4 separate regions of the Ovis aries genome follow, and all the other regions are linked to region 4. A link is a contact called in public Hi-C data. All regions are on one chromosome and are shown on one strand. The core of a region is the stretch at or near the end of the contact, and the rest is flanking DNA. Distances in the headings are between cores, read along the strand shown.

Region 1 (2,700 bases), core at 8-2,507, 140 kb before region 4:
GGCAACAGGTCTACAAAGTGAAGAAAGAAATGGAGATTCCACAGTTTTTGCTCCAATGTGGACTGATTGTTACCAAAGGCAACCACTTAAGCTTATTGAAAAGCCTGACATGGAAGAACAATTACTAAGGGTATTAATGAACTGAGAAATTTATTTACCTATTAAATAATGTTTTGTTTGTTAGTCAAGGAAATATATTTATTATTTCTTAAGTTTTGTTGGTGTGTAGTTTGTTTACAATGCTGTGTTAGTTTCAGGTGTACAGCAAAGTGAATCAGTCAGACATATACATACATCCACTTTTTTTAGATTCTGTTCCCATATAGGCCATTACAGAGTATTGAGTAGAGTTCCCTGTGCTATACAGTAGATTCTTATTAGTTACCTGTATTTATATTTAGTGTTGAGATGGGAAAAGATGAATGGTATTCCAATAGCAGTGATGTCATAAATCAATAATGATGATACCATATAGAAACTCACAGGTGCCACAAAAGTGGCAGAGGCGAATTTTGCAAGGAAGGGAGACTATTATTTCAGGCCAAGAGGATCTAGAATGTTCAAGGAGGAGGTGACATTTGATCTGTATCTTAAAGGATAAACTCGACAAGACCATAGAGAAATGGGGCTGGTATTGGCAAGTCCAGGCTGAAAGAGTTTGTAACCAAAGGTTAAGTGGACAAGGACTTACATTTATAGAATTTGATCTATAGACTTTATTCTATAGCTAGCAGGGATTCACTTGAAAGGTTTTTGATCTGAGGAGTGATAGGGTCAGAATGAATGCACTTTCTCATCAAGTCCAACCTAGAAATGCATCTGGAGGAAATGAAACCAGACCTGAGCACATGGAGGAAGTAGGGGAAGTGGTCTGGGCTGGAGGAAGTAGGGGAAGTGCACAGTCAGAGGTCTGTATGCAGGAAAACCGGACTGCTGGGCTTTAGTCTACTAATACATCAGCTCCAACGACTAAATGCTATTTTCTAAAAAACTTAAGCTATATGTTTTAATCACCACTTGCTTATTAATTGTTACTAGTTAGGTTAATAAGGATAGAATGCCAAATATACTGAGCACTGCAAGTGCCATTATACACACTTACTGCTGATACATGCAAGATAAGATACACACTTATTAGACACAAGACTACTCCTATTGCTACTACTGCTGCTAATGTCTTAAGAAAGAGACACCCTGCCTTCAGGGAATCCCAGAGCAGAATCCGCAGCTCACTGACGTGCACTGGCACAGGCTTAGAGGGAGACTGCGTCATTCCTAACTCTTCAGTCTGTCTCTGTGCAGTGGTCTAGAATGGACAGGGAGGCCTGGCGTGCTACGATTCATGGGGTCGCAAAGAGTCGGACACGACTGAGTGACTGAACTGAACTGAGAATGGACAGAGTATATTTTTCTGTCCACTTGATGCTAGATTTGACTATGTGACTTGCTTGAGACAATGGAATATTAGCGGCCAAGAGGTAGGAAGAGCACATTTAAATGTGCTGATGCTCTTTGGCTTGGACTTTTGTGCTTGTGTGATCCACCAAGAGCTCATGCCCTGGGGACTTGCATGGAAAGCAGACCCGGCCCTAGCCTATACTGTAGAGCCAAACACGCTCAGCCTGCATCCTGAAACAGGCAGGCAAAACAGCCTGATGATCCATAAGTAATAGAATTAATATTCTAGGTATAAGCCACTGCATTTTGGATAGTCTGTTATATGGCATTATTGTGGCAATAACTGACCAATACAAAAATAGCTTTTTCCAGTTATCAAACTATAATAGAGTTTATTGACTCATAAAATGAACACACAGAATAAAGAAAATGGAGAACTAAAATTATTGTCAGATAATCCTGGCCCAAATAGTCAAATAACTGAAGTAAATATAATATTATATGAGTGAGTTATATAATTCAAATTCTATATATTCTATATGAGTAAACATATGAATAAACAGTCAAATAATTGAAGTAAACACAATATGATATGAGAGTAAATATCTTTCAGTGTTTGCGGCATAGGAAATGGAATGGTTATACTTGTTCTGATTCCCTAGTTTGATATTTAAACCTAGCATAACTGCTCTGTGCTTCTGCCCCTCGTAAGGCAAAATGGAAATGGAAGCCTATGTCTTTGAGGAAATATAAAGACAAATATTATCAAATATTACCAAAAAGTACTATTGCCATGATACTATTTCTGAATTTCAACAATAGTAGGATACAGGGGAAGAAAAAGGCAGAATTCTGTAACAATGAAATAGTGTCATATATTTGTTTACTATATCAGTATTTTAGAATTCCTTTCTTTGAGCTAGTCTATGACTTTAACCAAGACTTTAGTCTTGACTTTAACCTAATGTTCTTTAGCATCACAAACTCACCATCTTCTTTGTCACTACTCATGTTTCTACCATCCAGCCAGCTCCCACCCATCAGCAACTTCCTGATGTTGTGTCAGAAGCACTCTGGAAGACCCACTCTGTGCCAGAGAACAAATGTCACTCTAACCTCCTAACCAAAGAAGAAACACTTCCTACAAAAGAGCTCTGTCTTTAGAGAAAGCAAATGTTGGTTGGGCTTCCCTGGTAGCTCAGCTGGTAAAGAATCCGCTTGCAATGCAGGAGACTCTGGTTCGATTCCTGGGTTGGGAAGATCCCCTGGAGGAGAGATAGGCTACTTACTCCAGTATTCTTG
Region 2 (2,700 bases), core at 87-2,586, 140 kb after region 4:
AAAAGCAATAAACCTATTCCCCTAGAAGTACAAGGGCAGAGTATGAGAAAATCAGGATAAGCCTCATACGATTATCTTAGGGGCAGAGTGTCAAGACAACTAGCTAGCAAGTAAAGAGAGAAGGTTTGAATGTTTAAATCATAAAACCACCTATCAAATGAGTTTGAGTGGTATTAACAAAGAAGAGGCAGGGATCTTTTACAAATTCTTCGCCAAGGGTCTTATTTCCCCTTCTTTCTAGGTTTAAAAAGAAACTTGAAAAACACATTTGTTAACACTTGGGAAATAAGCCAAAGGCTATATCCCCTAAATATCCAGTAAAATAAATTGTGATATACCTATACCATGAGTATAGCAAAATTCTTAGGCAATAATACCCAAATTACATTGTACGGTCAAAAAAAAATGGGTGCATAATAATGATTATAATATTCTACAATTTACTTAAGAAGGGGGTAAAAATATACATGTATATTTAGATACCCTGCACACAACACCTCTGGAAGATTAGACAGTAAACTGTAATCATTGGTTGCATGTAGGGATGGAAATTGGATGAACAAGAGGCAGAGAGGAAAGGAGTCTTACAATCTCAGTTCCTTTTGAATTTTGAACCATGAGAATATAACTACTTACCCCAAAACTAAAGAAAATTTAAAGTGCTCTAATGTGCTCCAGATTATTCAATCTAATTTCTTTATATTAAAATTTAATATCTTCTTGTACACTGATTATGAAAGTGGACAGAAATTTTTGAGGTACCATAAAAAGAAAGGTGGTAAAAAAAATTAGCAATTTGCCGTCTACAGAGACCATATTTTCACCATGGGTATGTTTCCACCATGGGTAATTAAGCTCCTTCGAAGGTCACCAAACAATGGCCTGGCCTTTCATGAGCACTTTCGTGGGCTGTGCACATGATGTTCTGCCAGAAGCAATTTTTACTTGTGCGTTCTATTGGAACACGAAAGCAGGCAATTAAGGGAGGAAAACAAATAAACAAACACATTTTAGCAGAAACATTCTATAAAATGCTTCTTGTTTCCAGAAGAAATAAAAGAGACAATAGTTATGAAAACTTGGTTACTTTGGATATGTCCTGAGTAGAGACTCTTTAAAACTTACCCTTTTGTAAAGCACATGGATCTTCTAGAAGTGGGTTTAACAATGTCTAACAAAAGAGCATATCGCAGTAATGACTTTGGTGGTAAAAAGAATGAATGCTTGTCAATGTTATCTTCAAGAAAATCTTTTAGCATTCGCACAGAGAGATCACTGTCCTGTTGACGTTTCCTGTCAATTTCTCCTGCAGTTTCAAGCTTAAAAAGAATGGCCTCTTTCCCAGAACACTGTGTGCTGCTATCAAAGCAAATATTTGGTTCAGTTTTCTTTTCTGCATTTATTGCATATTGAGGGGAATGTTCAGATTCAGTTTTGGGAAACTCCATCAGTACCTGACATTAAATAAAAATATATAAATTGTCAAAAGCTTTCTTAAAAATAAAAGATGAATTAATAATATCTAGTCAACATTATGCAAAAAAATTCTTTAGCTTTTACTGAGCTGTCATTAAAAAGATAGACATTGAGGTTTACTAGTAATTTATATAAGCTACTACAAGTTTTTCATCATGTAATGATAGGCCATCAGACTATAGATAATTTATTTCATGAAATTACTGCTTTCTCTAGTAATAAAACCATTCAACAGAATAATAGGAAGTAGGCTGAATATACAGACGACATCATAGTTGGAAAAGAAGTTGAGAAAGCAACAGGAATATTTCCAGAAATGTGTTTTGAATCAAAGCTTACCATTCCCCTTTGTTAAAAAACACACACACACACTAAAACATACCCATGATCTAAAGGAAAATTAGTTATTAAAAATGATAAGCACTCTTTGCCTTGAAAGGTTATTTCTATTCCTGAGCCCCATAGGAAAAACTTGTTTCTACAAAACAGGTAACCTTGTATAAAGTCCTATTTTGAGAAGGATAAAATAGTTCCAGGAATTTTTAATGATGAAATCTTTGTTAATATACTTTATATATTGTTTTTGGAACTATCCACATTGAAAGGGAGACACATTGCTATTGAATAATATAATACAGGCGTGTCTTCCATCGCCTGCCTTGGCAGGCGGGTTCTTTATCACTAGTGCCACCTGGGAAGCCCCGTAATATAATACCATTGTGTGTAGTCACTCAGCACTGTCCAACTCTTTGTGACCCTTTGGACTGTAGTTCACTGGGCTTCTCTGTCCATGGAATTTTTCAGGCAAGAATACTAAAGTGGGTTGCCAATTCCTATTCCAGGGGATCTTCCTGACCCAGGGATCAAACCTATGTCTTCTGTGTCTCCTGCATTGCAGGCAGATTCTTTACCCACTGAGCCATCAGGGAAGCATAAAACTGGTATTGTGTTACAGGGGGATTCAAATGATACTACTGAACCCCTGTTAGTAGGACATGACTTTTAAGTTCTTACCTGTGATGATTACAGAGAGCTTCACTGAACCACTGAAACTCTGTTATCCACATCAAGTTTCAGCAGAAGCATACAAAATTGCTAGCATAATGAGCGATTTTATCTATAGCAATTGTGCATTTTATCCTAGCTTGTACTAATCATTACCATATTTTAATCAGTTAAAGCTAAACAGCATAGATTTCAAAGAAAATGCAACCGATGTTGTGA
Region 3 (2,700 bases), core at 126-2,625, 220 kb after region 4:
TCCCTGCAAACATTCTATCATCTGAGGCTAACTAGCTGCCTTTCTAACTAATCATTTAATCAACTAACTGCCTTTCATTCACCAAATTAAACATTTAAAGTATCACCTAATTCATTCTTATAATTAGCGCAGGTTTATACCTTGAATGACTTCCGCAACAGCAGAAAAACCAGAGATCAATTTGATTGTGCAGCTGCGGACGCAGAGCTTCCTCCTTCACCCCAAACTTCCAGATCCTGTTAAAAGTCGGGTGTGGTTTTATGGGGGGAGGGGGAGGCCGAGAGGGGACCAGGGAGAAGAGTGAGGGGGAACTTGGCAAGAACCTCCCCGGAGTGCATTTGTGATGCCCCAGACCCGCGTTCGGCGCTTATAGAATGTGTGCAGAAGTTTCTTACTACAGAGAAGCCTGCATATCGGAGCAAAATCTGGCTTTGTCGGGTTCTTAAGAACTCAGGCGCGCGCTAGTCTTCACGCAGGCGAACTGCCCACGAGAAAGCTGAGGCCCAGCTCGAAGTTGTGTTAAACTTCGACAAACTGTGCGCGCAGGCCCGGGGAGGCTGGAGTCAATCTCGTCTAACGGTTTCCCTGTACCGCTAGGAGCCTTCGGCGGGACAGCCGGGTGCAGTGACTCAGTGCCAGTGACTCAGCGACCCCACCCTTCTCCCCCAGGCTTTCCTCGGCCGCCGCCTCGAAGCGCGCACCGTCCAAAGGGGACCCAGTCCGTTAGGTCCCTGAACAGGAATTCCCAAGACAAGAGGACGAAGAGAGACGGGGTCCGCATCAGATCCTCTTTCGAAGCGGGCTGTGCACACACTCCTGCGCGGGGCCCAAGCCCTGCGTCCAGAGCTGTGCGCGCCCCCACCTCGCGCTCTAATCTCAGGCCCTCTTTGTTTCTTTCTCCACGCCTCCAGTTCTGCGGGATCCTGCACTCCCCCTCCTCCTGCTTCTTGGCCCGCGGGGCTCCGCATCCTCTCTCTCCCAGTAAAGCGCAACCCAGCTGCGGCGCGCCCCTCCCACCCGCGCGCCTCCTCCTACAGCTCTTTGGCGCGGAGCCCGGGACCCCTCTGGTCCAGTCCTGGCGGGTTCCCCCTGCACCACTGCGCGACCCCTCCTTTATCAGCACCCAGAGGTGAGCAGAGCTCGGGCCACCATCAGGAAAGCCCCTGAAAGTCCCAGCCCAGCTAAGAAGTAACGGGGCTGTGCTCAGTCCCCGTTGGGGAAGATGGGGGAGGAGGACGGCTCCGGGGCGCCCCCGCCCCAACCCCCCGCCCAGCCTTCCCCATTGGCTGGCGCACTCCGTCGCCGGGATGGCAGTGGGAGGGAACCCTCTTACCTAACGCGGTTATAAAAACTGCGCCCCGCGCGGGGTCCGGTCCTCTGCCACTCTCGCTCCGGGCTCCCCGCGCCAGAGACGCAGCACCGCTCCCTCTGCCCACACCCACCGCGCCCTCGCGCTCGCCTCTTCTCCCGGAGCCAGTCCGTGCTACCGCAGTCGCCCAGTCCACCGCCACCCTCTGCAGCCATGTCCACCAGGTCCGTGTCCTCGTCCTCCTACCGCAGGATGTTCGGCGGCCCAGGCACCGCGAGCCGGCCGAGCTCCACCCGGAGCTACGTGACCACGTCCACCCGCACCTACAGCCTGGGCAGTGCGCTGCGCCCCTCCACCAGCCGCACCCTCTACACCTCGTCCCCGGGTGGCGTGTACGCCACGCGCTCCTCGGCTGTGCGCCTGCGGAGCGGCGTGCCCGGCGTGCGGCTGCTGCAGGACTCGGTGGACTTCTCGTTGGCCGACGCCATCAACACCGAGTTCAAGAACACCCGCACCAACGAGAAGGTGGAGCTGCAGGAGCTCAATGACCGCTTCGCCAACTACATCGACAAGGTGCGCTTCCTGGAGCAGCAGAACAAGATCCTGCTGGCTGAGCTCGAGCAGCTCAAGGGACAGGGCAAGTCGCGCCTGGGGGACCTCTACGAGGAGGAGATGCGAGAGCTGCGCCGGCAGGTGGACCAGCTCACCAACGACAAGGCCCGCGTCGAGGTGGAGCGCGACAACCTGGCCGAAGACATCATGAGGCTCCGGGAGAAGTAAGGCGGCGCCCACGCGGGGCTGAGGGAGGGATGAAGTGGATACCGGAGCTGCCACGCCCTTGGGGATGTGGCCCGGGCGGCGGCTGCCGGGGGTGGGGGTGGGGGACAGCGGGGGAGCAGGGTTGTGGCTTAAGCGGTGCGGGCCCCGCCCTGAACCAGAATCTTCCAAGTTAGCATTTTCCCTCTACCCCGACTCATTGCCCAAGAACGCACGTTTCAAGTTGCAGACTTTTAAAAACTACCACTGTGTACTCTGCTGCTGCTGCTGCTGCTAAGGCCCTAGAAAAGGATGAACGCGATTTCCCCAAACTTTGAGAAAGTTTCCTGTCCCCCTCTGGCTGGCTGCCAGCCAACGGGCCGTGGAGAGAGCGAGACAAAGGGATTGTAGAGTCTCCGCGGTGAGGTGGTGGCGGGCGTCTCGCAGGTCGGGGTGGCGACAGTGATTGCTTTTCCACGCAGAGGCCAAGGTCCCGCTTAAACTTGCCTAGGACAGCAGGTCTAAGCCGCGGTCGCTAATTGAGCGCGGAGGTGGCGCAGCAACCCTTGGGTCTCTGCGCCACGACTGGGTGTTTGGGTGTGGTCGCCCCGCCCCTGGCGGTTTCCCGGTTCCCC
Region 4 (2,700 bases), core at 122-2,621:
GAAATGGTATGCACCTAGAAGAAGCAGAAGGTATTAAGAGGTGGTCAGAATACACAGGGAAGCCTGGAGTGTTGCAGTCCATGGAGGTGCAAAGTCGGACATGACTGAGAGACTGAACTGAACTGAATATGGCCAGTGTTGGTCTCTAGATTCAAAGTCCAGTCTAGCTCTTAATATTCACTTAGAACATAAACTTGTGAAGATTACTTAACCTCCATAAGCTAAGAGTTCTTTGCAAACTTAGCCTCTTAATGGTACTTGTCTCATAGGGCTGTTGTGGTTAGCATACCAAAAAAAAACATATAATAGTTTGGGTGTGAGTCCTGGCATATGGACTCAAATGTTATTCTAATTCTTGGTCAGTGGCAAAGGGAACCAACATTGCTTCTAAAGAAACTCTACCGGAAATAACTTTGACAGAAAATAATATGATGGCTAAAAAGAACTTGAACTGACTCATGTAAACTATTTCTCAGAAATCATCCCTGGCAGACCAGACAGGGAAGCAAGAAATCAACAGATCACTTGGGAGGAGATGGAAGGCCATGGCCAGCAGGGTGTTGCTATGACAACCTGGTTTTGTGTGGAGACTGAGGCCATCACTGCCATGTGGGGTACAGAGCTCAGCGCAGATCCTACAGTGAGGGAGTGTGTGGGTGGAGGAAGGTAGTGGATCATCACAGGACTGGTGGTGAAGAGGACATTGGGCAATTTGTCAAGGCTGCCCTGGTGACAGATCAGGGAGCAACCACTGGATAGCAAAACACATGTGTTTTTTCCTGTTGCAGCCTCCACCCCACTTTCCCTCTGGCCAGCCTGCAGCTCCGGCTGCTTGGCCACTGGAGCTTCTGAGAGGACCAGGAACTGACGAATTCTTGGAGCACCTCTTCAGATTTTCCCCACCCCAAAATCAACTGTACCAGGAACTATGGGACCTGCTTTGTTAGAACAGTTACTGAGAACACTGTTGCCCAAGTTCACACGCAAATCTCCTGGCTTGGAACTTTCAGAGTTTACTTTAAATCTGAAAGGCTTTGAGATGTTCTTGTAAGAATAGAAGAAACTGCCAAGCAAGATTCATCTAGGAGGGTAAAAGGCCCCCACTGTGGATGACAAGAGCCTGGGCAGGGAGGGGGTGCGGGGGGAGGTGTGGTAAAAATGCAATCCGATCTTGTAAGATAAATTAGACAAACGTTTAAATAAGCATGCAGAAGCAGAGCACTGCTGGCTCTGTGTCACCCCAGGGGGTGGGGAGATGGGGGGTGAAGGTTCCAGCATGGGACACAAGGGTGGGCACAGTGCAGTAGGTACAGAGGCACATCTTGCCCACCCCCTACTCCCCGCTTCCCACCAGGCACAGGAAAAGCCATTGCCATGTGCTGCAGGGTGGGGCAGGAAGCATGAGGTACCCGTCTAAAATTAAACAATGACTCACAACCCTGAGCTTTGCATGAGACCAAGAAACCCGTTGAAAGCCCACATTTGGAATTATTTTGTGTCACTCTGGATTAAAGGCTGGACTCCAATACAGACCATACAGTCAGCTTCCATGTGGCGGCTAGTTGCTGTCCTCTCTTAATAGTGCATGGATATTTATTTCTGCTTTCTACATATTACTTATTTTAGATGCCACCAAGGCTGATTTGGGTTGGTTTGTTTGCTTGTTTTATTAATCTTTGTTTAACCATGGATGTATGCAAAAGTTTAACTACAAAGACATTTTACCTCAGCACTGTTTATAACAGTGGACATTTGCAAAGATTCTAAGTGTCTCTCAAGGAGAATGGGTAGTTAAATTGTGATGATGAAACATTCGATGTTGCAAATGATGTGGTGTAATAAATAACAAGGAGAAACATTCGCAAGCTACTGTTGCATGTTTAAAAACTCATTAAGGAAGTGGAGAAGGAAATGGCAACCTACTCCAGTATTCTTGCCTGGAGAATCCCAGGGACAGAGGAGCCTGGTGGGCTGCCATCTATGGGGTCGCACAGAGTCGGACACAACTGAAGCGACTTAACAGCAAGAATAATAGTATAGAACTTATGATGGAGGGGAGAAGAATGGGGGAAGGGATAATTAGGGAGTTTGGGATCAACATGTACATACTGCTGTATTTAAAATGCATAACCCACTGCATTGCAAAGGGCACTCTAGTCAATGTTATGGGGCAGCCTGGATAGGAGGGGGGTTGGGGAGAGAATGGATACATGTATATGTATGGCTGAGTCCCTTTGCTGTCCACCTGAAACTATCACAATGTTGTTAATCAGCTGGATTCCAGTAGAAAATAAAAAGTTTTAAAAATGCAAGAAAAGAGAATAGTATGTACAAAATGATCCTCTTTGAATGTTAAAATAAAATAGTGAGGGACTTTAGTAAGTAAATGTCACCAAATATCATCAGTAGTGATATAATTTGTGTTATTTTTATTTTATCTAGGTTTTTCTATATTTTCCATATTGTCTGCAATGACTGTATTGCTATGTGATCAGATAAGTTTATTTTTTAAAGTATTATCTCTGGGACCCTGTTAACATAGCAAGGTAGATATGTATTGGTAATATTTTTCCAGGCTCAGAATTTCACACCCTTTTAGGGTAGTAGACCCAGCTGGTCTACTAAAAAGACTATACTGTCTGTCTCCATAATCTTTTTCATGTATCTCAAGATTATCCCTGAAAATTAGCCCATTAAAAT

What was found. A called contact is a pair of places that touch in the nucleus more often than the background predicts.
Region 1: a Hi-C map of omental adipose tissue shows a contact between it and region 4, with 1.8 times the contacts expected there. The contact joins two enhancer-like sites. A contact is called at or near these places in 4 of 16 Hi-C or Micro-C datasets (omental adipose tissue, skin fibroblasts and tail adipose tissue).
Region 2: a contact with region 4 is called in a Hi-C map of tail adipose tissue, with 2.3 times the contacts expected there. The contact joins two enhancer-like sites. A contact is called at or near these places in 2 of 16 Hi-C or Micro-C datasets (omental adipose tissue and tail adipose tissue).
Region 3: a Hi-C map of tail adipose tissue shows a contact between it and region 4, with 4 times the contacts expected there. The contact joins the promoter of VIM here to the enhancer-like site in region 4. A contact is called at or near these places in 4 of 16 Hi-C or Micro-C datasets (muscle, retroperitoneal adipose tissue, skin fibroblasts and 1 more).

The regions. Positions count from the first base shown.
Region 1 is chr13:30,687,879-30,690,578 of ARS-UI_Ramb_v3.0, forward strand. All of the region lies in intron 59 of CUBN (cubilin), which reads right to left. Among named protein-coding and RNA genes, the nearest start is that of RSU1, 32 kb to the left of the region's middle. Within about 2 kb of position 1,258, at least 3 of the 54 cell types and tissues checked have an H3K27ac peak or open chromatin away from gene starts, as enhancers often do.
Region 2 is chr13:30,968,700-30,971,399 of ARS-UI_Ramb_v3.0, forward strand. It overlaps TRDMT1 (tRNA aspartic acid methyltransferase 1), which reads right to left. Exons shown (of 12, transcript XM_042230590.2): 9 at 1,126-1,454. Among named protein-coding and RNA genes, the nearest start is that of CUBN, 35 kb to the left of the region's middle. Within about 2 kb of position 1,337, at least 5 of the 54 cell types and tissues checked have an H3K27ac peak or open chromatin away from gene starts, as enhancers often do. A contact at or near this core is called in tail adipose tissue, where this site is marked.
Region 3 is chr13:31,054,751-31,057,450 of ARS-UI_Ramb_v3.0, forward strand. VIM (vimentin) reads left to right here and starts at 1,376. Exons shown (of 9, transcript XM_004014247.6): 1 at 1,376-2,085. The coding sequence starts at 1,523. It overlaps TRDMT1 (tRNA aspartic acid methyltransferase 1), which reads right to left and starts at 223. Exons shown (of 12, transcript XM_042230590.2): 1 at 141-223.
Region 4 is chr13:30,831,465-30,834,164 of ARS-UI_Ramb_v3.0, forward strand. All of the region lies in intron 27 of CUBN (cubilin), which reads right to left. Among named protein-coding and RNA genes, the nearest start is that of CUBN, 100 kb to the right of the region's middle. Within about 2 kb of position 1,372, at least 19 of the 54 cell types and tissues checked have an H3K27ac peak or open chromatin away from gene starts, as enhancers often do. A contact at or near this core is called in tail adipose tissue, where this site is marked.